Linked DNA regions of Mus musculus: region 1 is linked to region 2. The links are chromatin contacts, called in public Hi-C maps. All regions are on one chromosome and are shown on one strand. The core of a region is the stretch at or near the end of the contact, and the rest is flanking DNA. Distances in the headings are between cores, read along the strand shown.

What was found. A called contact is a pair of places that touch in the nucleus more often than the background predicts.
Region 1: a Hi-C map of adipose-derived mesenchymal stem cells shows a contact between it and region 2, with 2.4 times the contacts expected there. The contact joins two enhancer-like sites. A contact is called at or near these places in 3 of 484 Hi-C or Micro-C datasets (the HPC-7 cell line, adipose-derived mesenchymal stem cells and embryonic fibroblasts).

Annotation. Positions count from the first base shown.
Region 1 is chr9:52,528,320-52,531,874 of GRCm38.p6, reverse strand. Gm33210 (a long non-coding RNA gene) reads left to right here. Exons shown (of 4, transcript XR_870746.1): 4 at 1,743-1,908. Among named protein-coding and RNA genes, the nearest start is that of Gm33210, 44 kb to the left of the region's middle. Within about 2 kb of position 2,119, at least 28 of the 459 cell types and tissues checked have an H3K27ac peak or open chromatin away from gene starts, as enhancers often do. A contact at or near this core is called in adipose-derived mesenchymal stem cells, where this site is marked.
Region 2 is chr9:53,142,153-53,145,694 of GRCm38.p6, reverse strand. The region is part of intron 16 of Ddx10 (DEAD box helicase 10); the gene reads left to right. Among named protein-coding and RNA genes, the nearest start is that of Ddx10, 100 kb to the left of the region's middle. Within about 2 kb of position 1,299, at least 11 of the 459 cell types and tissues checked have an H3K27ac peak or open chromatin away from gene starts, as enhancers often do. A contact at or near this core is called in adipose-derived mesenchymal stem cells, where this site is marked.

The sequences.
Region 1 (3,555 bases), core at 870-3,369, 610 kb after region 2:
CCTCAGAGCAAGGCTTAAGTCTAATGAGAGGGAAGGACCCTCAGACACACAGGACAACTCTTTGCCTAGGTCTGTTCAATTGTTAAGTGAGATTTTGGTCAAAACTAAATCCTCATTTCTTTTTCATTCTGGCCTTCTTTTCTTGGGACTTTAGGTGACTCCAATGATGTATTTGGGAAACTCTGCCTAAGAAACCATGGAGGACTTCCATGCTAGTATGCTGGTTAGGTTATGGAAGCTTCACACAAACCAGGGTTTACTGGGAAGAAGGAACCTGATATGGGAATTGTCTCCATCAGATTGGCATCTGGACATGTCTGTGGAGAACTCCCTAATTAATAATTGATGTAGGAGGACCTAGCCCATTGTGGGCAGTGTCACCCCTGGCCAGATGGTCCTGGGTTATATAAGAAAGCAAACTGAGCACATCAGGGAAGCCAGTATGTAACATTCTTCCATAGTCTCTAATTCAGTTCCTATCTCCAGGTTCGGCCTTGAGTCCCTGCCCTGGCTTCCCTCAAAGATGGACTGTAACATGGAAGTGTAGGCCAAATACTCCCCTTCTTCTCCAAGTTGCCCTTAATCAGAATGTTTTATCCTAGCAACAGAAAGCAAAGGAGGGAAGCCAGGAAGCATGCTCACACTCTGAGGCATCCATCTCTGAGACTTAAGCTTCACTGTAGACAAAACTGACATGAGCATTACCTCTACTGGCCATGCTTCATACACAGCTCTGCCCTTTTCAGTGGGACATTTCCAAAGTCTAAAGTGACATGAATTAATCAGATTGCTGAAAAGTTCGATATTGGGAGTAAGACAGAATGAAATAAAGTATGCTGTGCCAGACTTCATGAAAACCTGGGGCCAGGAATGAGGAAGAGGGCGAACACTGAAATCTTGGCTCTTTGTTCTAATCATCTGCCCTTCTGCTTCAGCTGCTTCTTAGAGTCATCTTAAGAGTAACACAATTGATAGATTCACAGATTATCTCTGTTATTTACCATGTAGCAAAGTTTATGAAAAAGCCAGATTGGTCTGAAGACAGGTAGAAAAGCTGTTGTGGAGTAAAAGCAAAGAGAAACTGTGGTCTGGGTTACAAGCTCCAGTGTAAGCTGTCACCGGCTGCACCATGTTGTGTGGTTTCATGCCAAAGCCCAGATGAGGGCTACGGGACACTAGTTAAGAGTTCATAGGAGTTGTTGTTAGTAAAATTTCCTGCTTGGCATTGACATTAGAGAAAGAGAGACAGAGAATTTATTTGGCAATTTAGATGCACCAGCAGGTACCCAGGTAGTCAGAGGTAAACTGGCATCTTGAGTTATTTGGAGAAGAAAAGGACCCAGCTGGATGAAGGAAGTAGAGAAAAGACACCCTTTGTGAAGGGTTCATTCTGTGGGTGTGGAAAGATGAGTACTTTCAGAGAGGGCCACTCTCATGTGAAGAATCATGGAGGCATGAGGAAAGGCCCAGGCTATGAAGCTGCAGCTACATCTCAGTCCTCTTAGGAACGCACTGATGTTTCTCCCCTACCCCATCTGCATTTCAAGCTTTGGATCCAGGTAGCAATCCCATGCTTGGAAACCACAGAATTGAAGCAATTTTCTGCTCTTGACTCAGAAAACCAAACTCCTTCTATGTTTTTAAATTGGGATGTTTCCAACTTCAGTGAAAATGCATTCAAAATGGCTATTTGGCTCAACAACTCTGTCTTTGTGACTCGGGTTGTTTTCTCCCTCTTACAGAAAACGGCACAGACTTAAGGCAGTGGGGAGACAAAGGAAGATGTTGTTCGACACAATCAAATATGAATGGAGTGGAATTGGCCTCACCAGGAGGATCTCAAGAGGCTGTTCACACCTGTGAAGAGCAGCCTGGTCCAGGAAGACCAATATGGCAAATGGCAAACCCCATTGGAAGAAAGGTATCTTAAGCAGATAAAGTCAAATATGCCTCTCAACTGCAGCAAAACGGCAGCGGGGATGGAAGGGGTTACGTCCAGATGGAAACCAACCACTGCTGTTGCAACATTCCTTGGTATCCTGGGGATATTAAAACTGGGGGCTGGTTGTGAGATGCTCAATACTCCTGCATACTGAGTGAGTGCAGAGGAAGCCGGAGCCTGGTGTGGCTCTGCCCTACTGCCAAGTCCAAGCTTAGTCATGTCTTACTCATCTGTGCCTGTCATCTATAGCAAATTAGTTTTTCTCAGGAATGGAACGAGTTTCATACAATCGCATCTTAGAGGTCATTTGCAGTGATTAAAGGAAATGGTGAGATGTTTTCCAGATGCAGACCACTCTGCTCAGCACATAGTGAGAGCTCACAAATCACTAGAACAGGAGAGGGTGCTGAGACAGATGTTGCTGACATGTGAGAAAGTGGCTATCCTCTTGGAGCCATTGTGGTTTTCCTGCTATGGTCAGAGGAAGACCCCAGAAGTAGCATGGTCATTACTCAGCCACACTCCAGCTCGTCAGCCATGGTGAAAACAAAACCACAAAGGGAGATCAGCAGTTTATCTTAAAGATCTTGAAATGAGTCAAGGGAATTTGAGCAGAAGTTCAGGTGAGTGCCAGGAAGGATGGGACCCTTTGCTTTGTATGTGAGGTTGAGTAGAATTCTCTTTTCCTGTCCCATGTGACAACACAGACTTCAGTGGGCAGGAGCTACCACTGCAGCCTAGACCAGCTCCTAGTGTGTTCTTTGTCTCTTTTAATGAGCTCATAACTGTATAACTATGTAAGTGATGATTCCAAGTAAGGCATACTGGATTTATATTTTACAGTCTTGTCAACCAGAGAGAGAAATAAGATATTCTCTCTGGTTATATAGTTTCCAGTTTGAAATTAGTAGGGAAAGCAGCAATGGGCCAGTTTAGTGGAAGCACAGCCAACCTTAAGTCATCACTGACTCTATGCTGGGAATAGGCAGTGTTGGTGCCCAGATCATAGTCAACTACTGTGTCCATGAGGCAGTCACATCGGATCAATTTACAGGGTACCATGCTATTGAGGAAATGGGTGTGGAGGAGGGCAATCTCAGAAGTTGAAATTTTTGATAGCTGGAGTCAAGATTTATATGATTTCTATTAATTGATATCTTGCAAACTTTGAGAATTGATATTGAGCTTCGGTTGTACTAAATATGTGTAGTATCCTAGGTGTATATTTGTTAAGATTCCATTCCTTCAAGTAACAAAAATGTCAGCAATGTGAGGAATACACCTTGCATACTTAGTGCACTGAGACATGATGCTCAACAGACAGTAGCAATAACTGTTTACAACTCTGCTGTCTTTTATTTAACAAATGCATAATATACAACCTTAAGCTATAAGTTGTCTCCTCCTTCACAGATAATAAAAAATCCCATCAGGGTAGGGACCCTTTGTCTTTATGCTACAGGCTTTCCATTGTACGCATATCACGGAGGATCACTAAATAGTCAGTAGAGAATAATAAGTGAGCAAATGTTGAACCAGGTAGCTGGTGGCCTGGCGGATGCTTTTTACATCCTTCTATGGTACAGTTGAGATATGCATTGTAAGCTGTCTTC
Region 2 (3,542 bases), core at 50-2,549:
GTGTACACATTACAGTGCACATGTGTAGGTCAGAGGACAACTTGCTGGAGTTCTCTCCTTTCACCATGTGTGTCCCTGGTTTAAATAAATACAGGCTTTCCGGATTGGTGTCAAGCATGCTTACCCACTGAGCATTTTACTGGCTCCAAGATACAGATCTTTTCGTTAATGAAAACTTTCTAAAGTAAAGAAATAAGCTGAACAGGAGGACTGCTTGTTTTTCAGCTAACAAAATGAAATATAGTTGTCATGATGATCAATAGAGTACATTGCTTTTGGAGTTAAGAGTTGTTAGTCTTTGAAATAAAGCTCATTATTTAGCTCTCATTTAGCTAGGTTTCCTAAGGCACTGGTGGTTGGTCACACATGCTGATTATAAGAGCTGATGGCTGGAAGGAGTTTTGCAGTTATGTAAAGAAAGAAAAAACAGTGCAAAAACTTGAGATACACCCTCAGACTTGTCAGGGCTCCCATAACTTTGAAAAGAAGGAGGATTTATTAAGTAGAAGTATATTGCTGATGAAATAGAATATTGTTGATAAAGGAACAAAGAGAACAACTTAGAACTGAAACCCTGGAAAGTGACATTATATTGAAATTTAAAACAATTTATATATTTTGAGGTTGAAAGTTCTATAGTCATAAGTCTTTCTAGTTTTATTGCTGGGATACTTAATTTACTTTGACAATAATGGTCTTAAGAATAGTTTACTCAGCAGATAAAGGCAAGTAAAAGAGGGAAATAGAGGAGAAACAAAGTAAGGGCAGGAGTAGAGAAGAATATTATAGAAGAAAAAAGAAAGCAGTAAGAGGCGAGGAGAAAGAAAAAGATTTACTAAGAATGAGAGTGCATGCAGCAGTAGGTTCAGCTCAGACAGAAGATAACACAGGGAAAAGCATTCCCAGACTTGTGTACTGGGAGCACATTTCATCAACTGATAGTAAGGAACCTTCTCTTGATGGACCTGGGCCTGAACTCAAATCTGTGCAGCCACACATCTGTCTTTCACTGCGATAGAACACGGAAACCTTGAAGCTACAACCATCTGTTTTACACCTACTTTGCTATGTTACTTCAGCAGGGTGATTAACGCTGGGGAGTCTTGGAAGTATGAAAAAAAGGCCCCGTGTCCCTACATACCTCAGTGGTTGTGGTTGCTTCCTACATTCCTGGCACAGTTGGGAAGCACCCCTCATCTTGAGCAGCTACCCTAGGGATTTTGAGCTGGGGAGTTTTAGAAGGGTGAGTCAACCTGTCTAGCCCACAGATTGCAAAGCTAAGCGTGACCACTAGAGGCCTCTGCCACACAAGGGAAACTATTAATGTGAAAACAGTCTGGCTGACATAATAAATGCAAACACCAGCATATGCTATAGAAAAGAAGAGGTGGCATCCTACTTAGGTTTCTATTGCTGTGATAACGTCCACGACCAAAAGCAACTTGTGGAGGAAAGGATTTATTTCTGATTATAGTTTTGTAGTGCATTTGGAAGGAACTCAGGGCAGAAACTCAAGGCAGGAACCTGGAGACAAAACTGAAGCTCAGGCTATGAAGGAACTGCTTACTGTTTTACTCCTAATGGCCCGCTCAGCCTGATTTCTTATGCAACCCAGGACCACCTACCCAAGGGTTGTACTGCCCAAAAGGATCTCGGCCCTCTCAGTCATTAATCAAGACAATACCCCACAGGTTTGCCAACAGGCCAGTCTTATTGAGTCATTTTCCTCAATGAAGATTCCTTCTTTGCAGCCATCTAGATCTGTCAGGTTGACTAAAGCAACCAGCAGAACTGGCATATTTAAGTTTAGCTCCCACTATACATATGATTGGCAGTTTCTAATTTTCATGAACCCATAAAGAAGCTTTATGTAATCTTTCTGTATGTGTTTTCCCTATTATGCTTCCCTTTTTGCTTTTTATTTTTTATTTTTTGTACAAGATGTTAGAGCAGTTCACTTAAAAATCAAATGACTCATTTAGAGCAATCACTATTAGTAAGTGAATATATTGGAATGAGGTATTTCTGCTTCCCCAAATGACAAAGCTCTTTTACTGTATTGCATGTAAAAGTTTTGCTTAATTTTTGTTTTTCTAGTCTGCTCAATAGATTTCCCAAATAGATAAATGTGGTTGCAAATGCCCTTAAATCCCAGACGGGGTTCTGCGTTTTATCTTTAAAGGAGAAAGGAGTCAGTGGGTAATGAAAACAGACAGGTGAACACAGCTAACAAAGAATAAGCTTTGCACTGATTATTTAAAAGTGTTCTTGGTTTTAGAAGTGAGTGATAGGGCAGTGATTTCCTATTTTTAAGAATTTATGGTATCTACTATCTCTTGTATTAGTGGCATAAGGAAGACTTTTGAGGATACATTTTTATTTTTTGTTTTGCGTGGGCTTTAGAGTTACAAAGCTTTATTGTTTCTTCTTTTTAAGCCATAAAGACTTTTGTTGGAGAGCACCATAAACTAGTGCTCCAAAGAATCTAAAGTTAGGTACTAGAAGAATTTGTCCTTGCAAGTAGTCATGTGTCTCTAAAATACCACTAAGAAGAATTTGTTTTTTCTCTCTGATACAGTTTTTGTTTGTTAGGTTTTTTCTTTTTGGCCCTCCAATGAAAATACTTGGAAACTAAAATTTTGTTGCTGTTGTTATTATAACCAACAATAAGTAATTTATCTTTACTCTATTTTCTTGCTTTGGGGAAAAGATATTGCCAGGTATTTATAATATTTCATGCATAAAGATTTTTCTCTTCCATGTTTTTTTTTATTATTATTGATATATTACAGGATTGAAAGATTTCTTTACTGGAAGACAACTCTTGAATTTGTTATTTTTATGGTGTGTTGGTGTAGCTGTTCTACAACATCATCTGGAGTGCCTTAGCCTTTCAGAATGCTTTCATCAAGATAATCTTTAAGCAATGAGTTTATGAAATAAGTGGAAGCACTATAGCCTTAAAACTTCTGAAAGAAGCTTGCCTCAGAATATCTGCTCACTGACTTGGACCAGGTCAGATTTAACTGGTGAAATGAAAGCATTCTCAGGTTTCTGTCTGACTCAACAAAGGTCTTTTGGCCTTATTCAGGACTTTGTTTTGTCTCTAAAGTCCCTGGGGCCTTCAGTCTCTTGAGGGTTAGGTGCACCATCTCTGAATGAACACAGACCTGGCAGTCCTCTACTGTATGTGTGTTGGGGGCCTCATATCAGCTGGTGTATGCTGCCTGTTTGGTGGTCCAGTGTTTGAGAGATCTCGGGGGTCCAAATTAATTAAGACTCCTGGTCCTCCTACAGGATCATCCTTCTCAGCTTCTTTCAGCCTTCCCTAATTCAACAACAGGGGGTCAGCTGCTTCTGTCCATTGGTTGGGTGCAAATATCTGCATCTGATTCTTTCAGTTGCTTGTTGGGTCTTTCAGAGGGCAGTCATGATAGATCCCTTTTTGTGAGCATTCCATTGACTCAATAATAGTGTTAGACCTTGAGTCCTCCCCTTGAGCTGGATCCCACTTTGGGACGATCGCTGGACCTTCTTTTCCT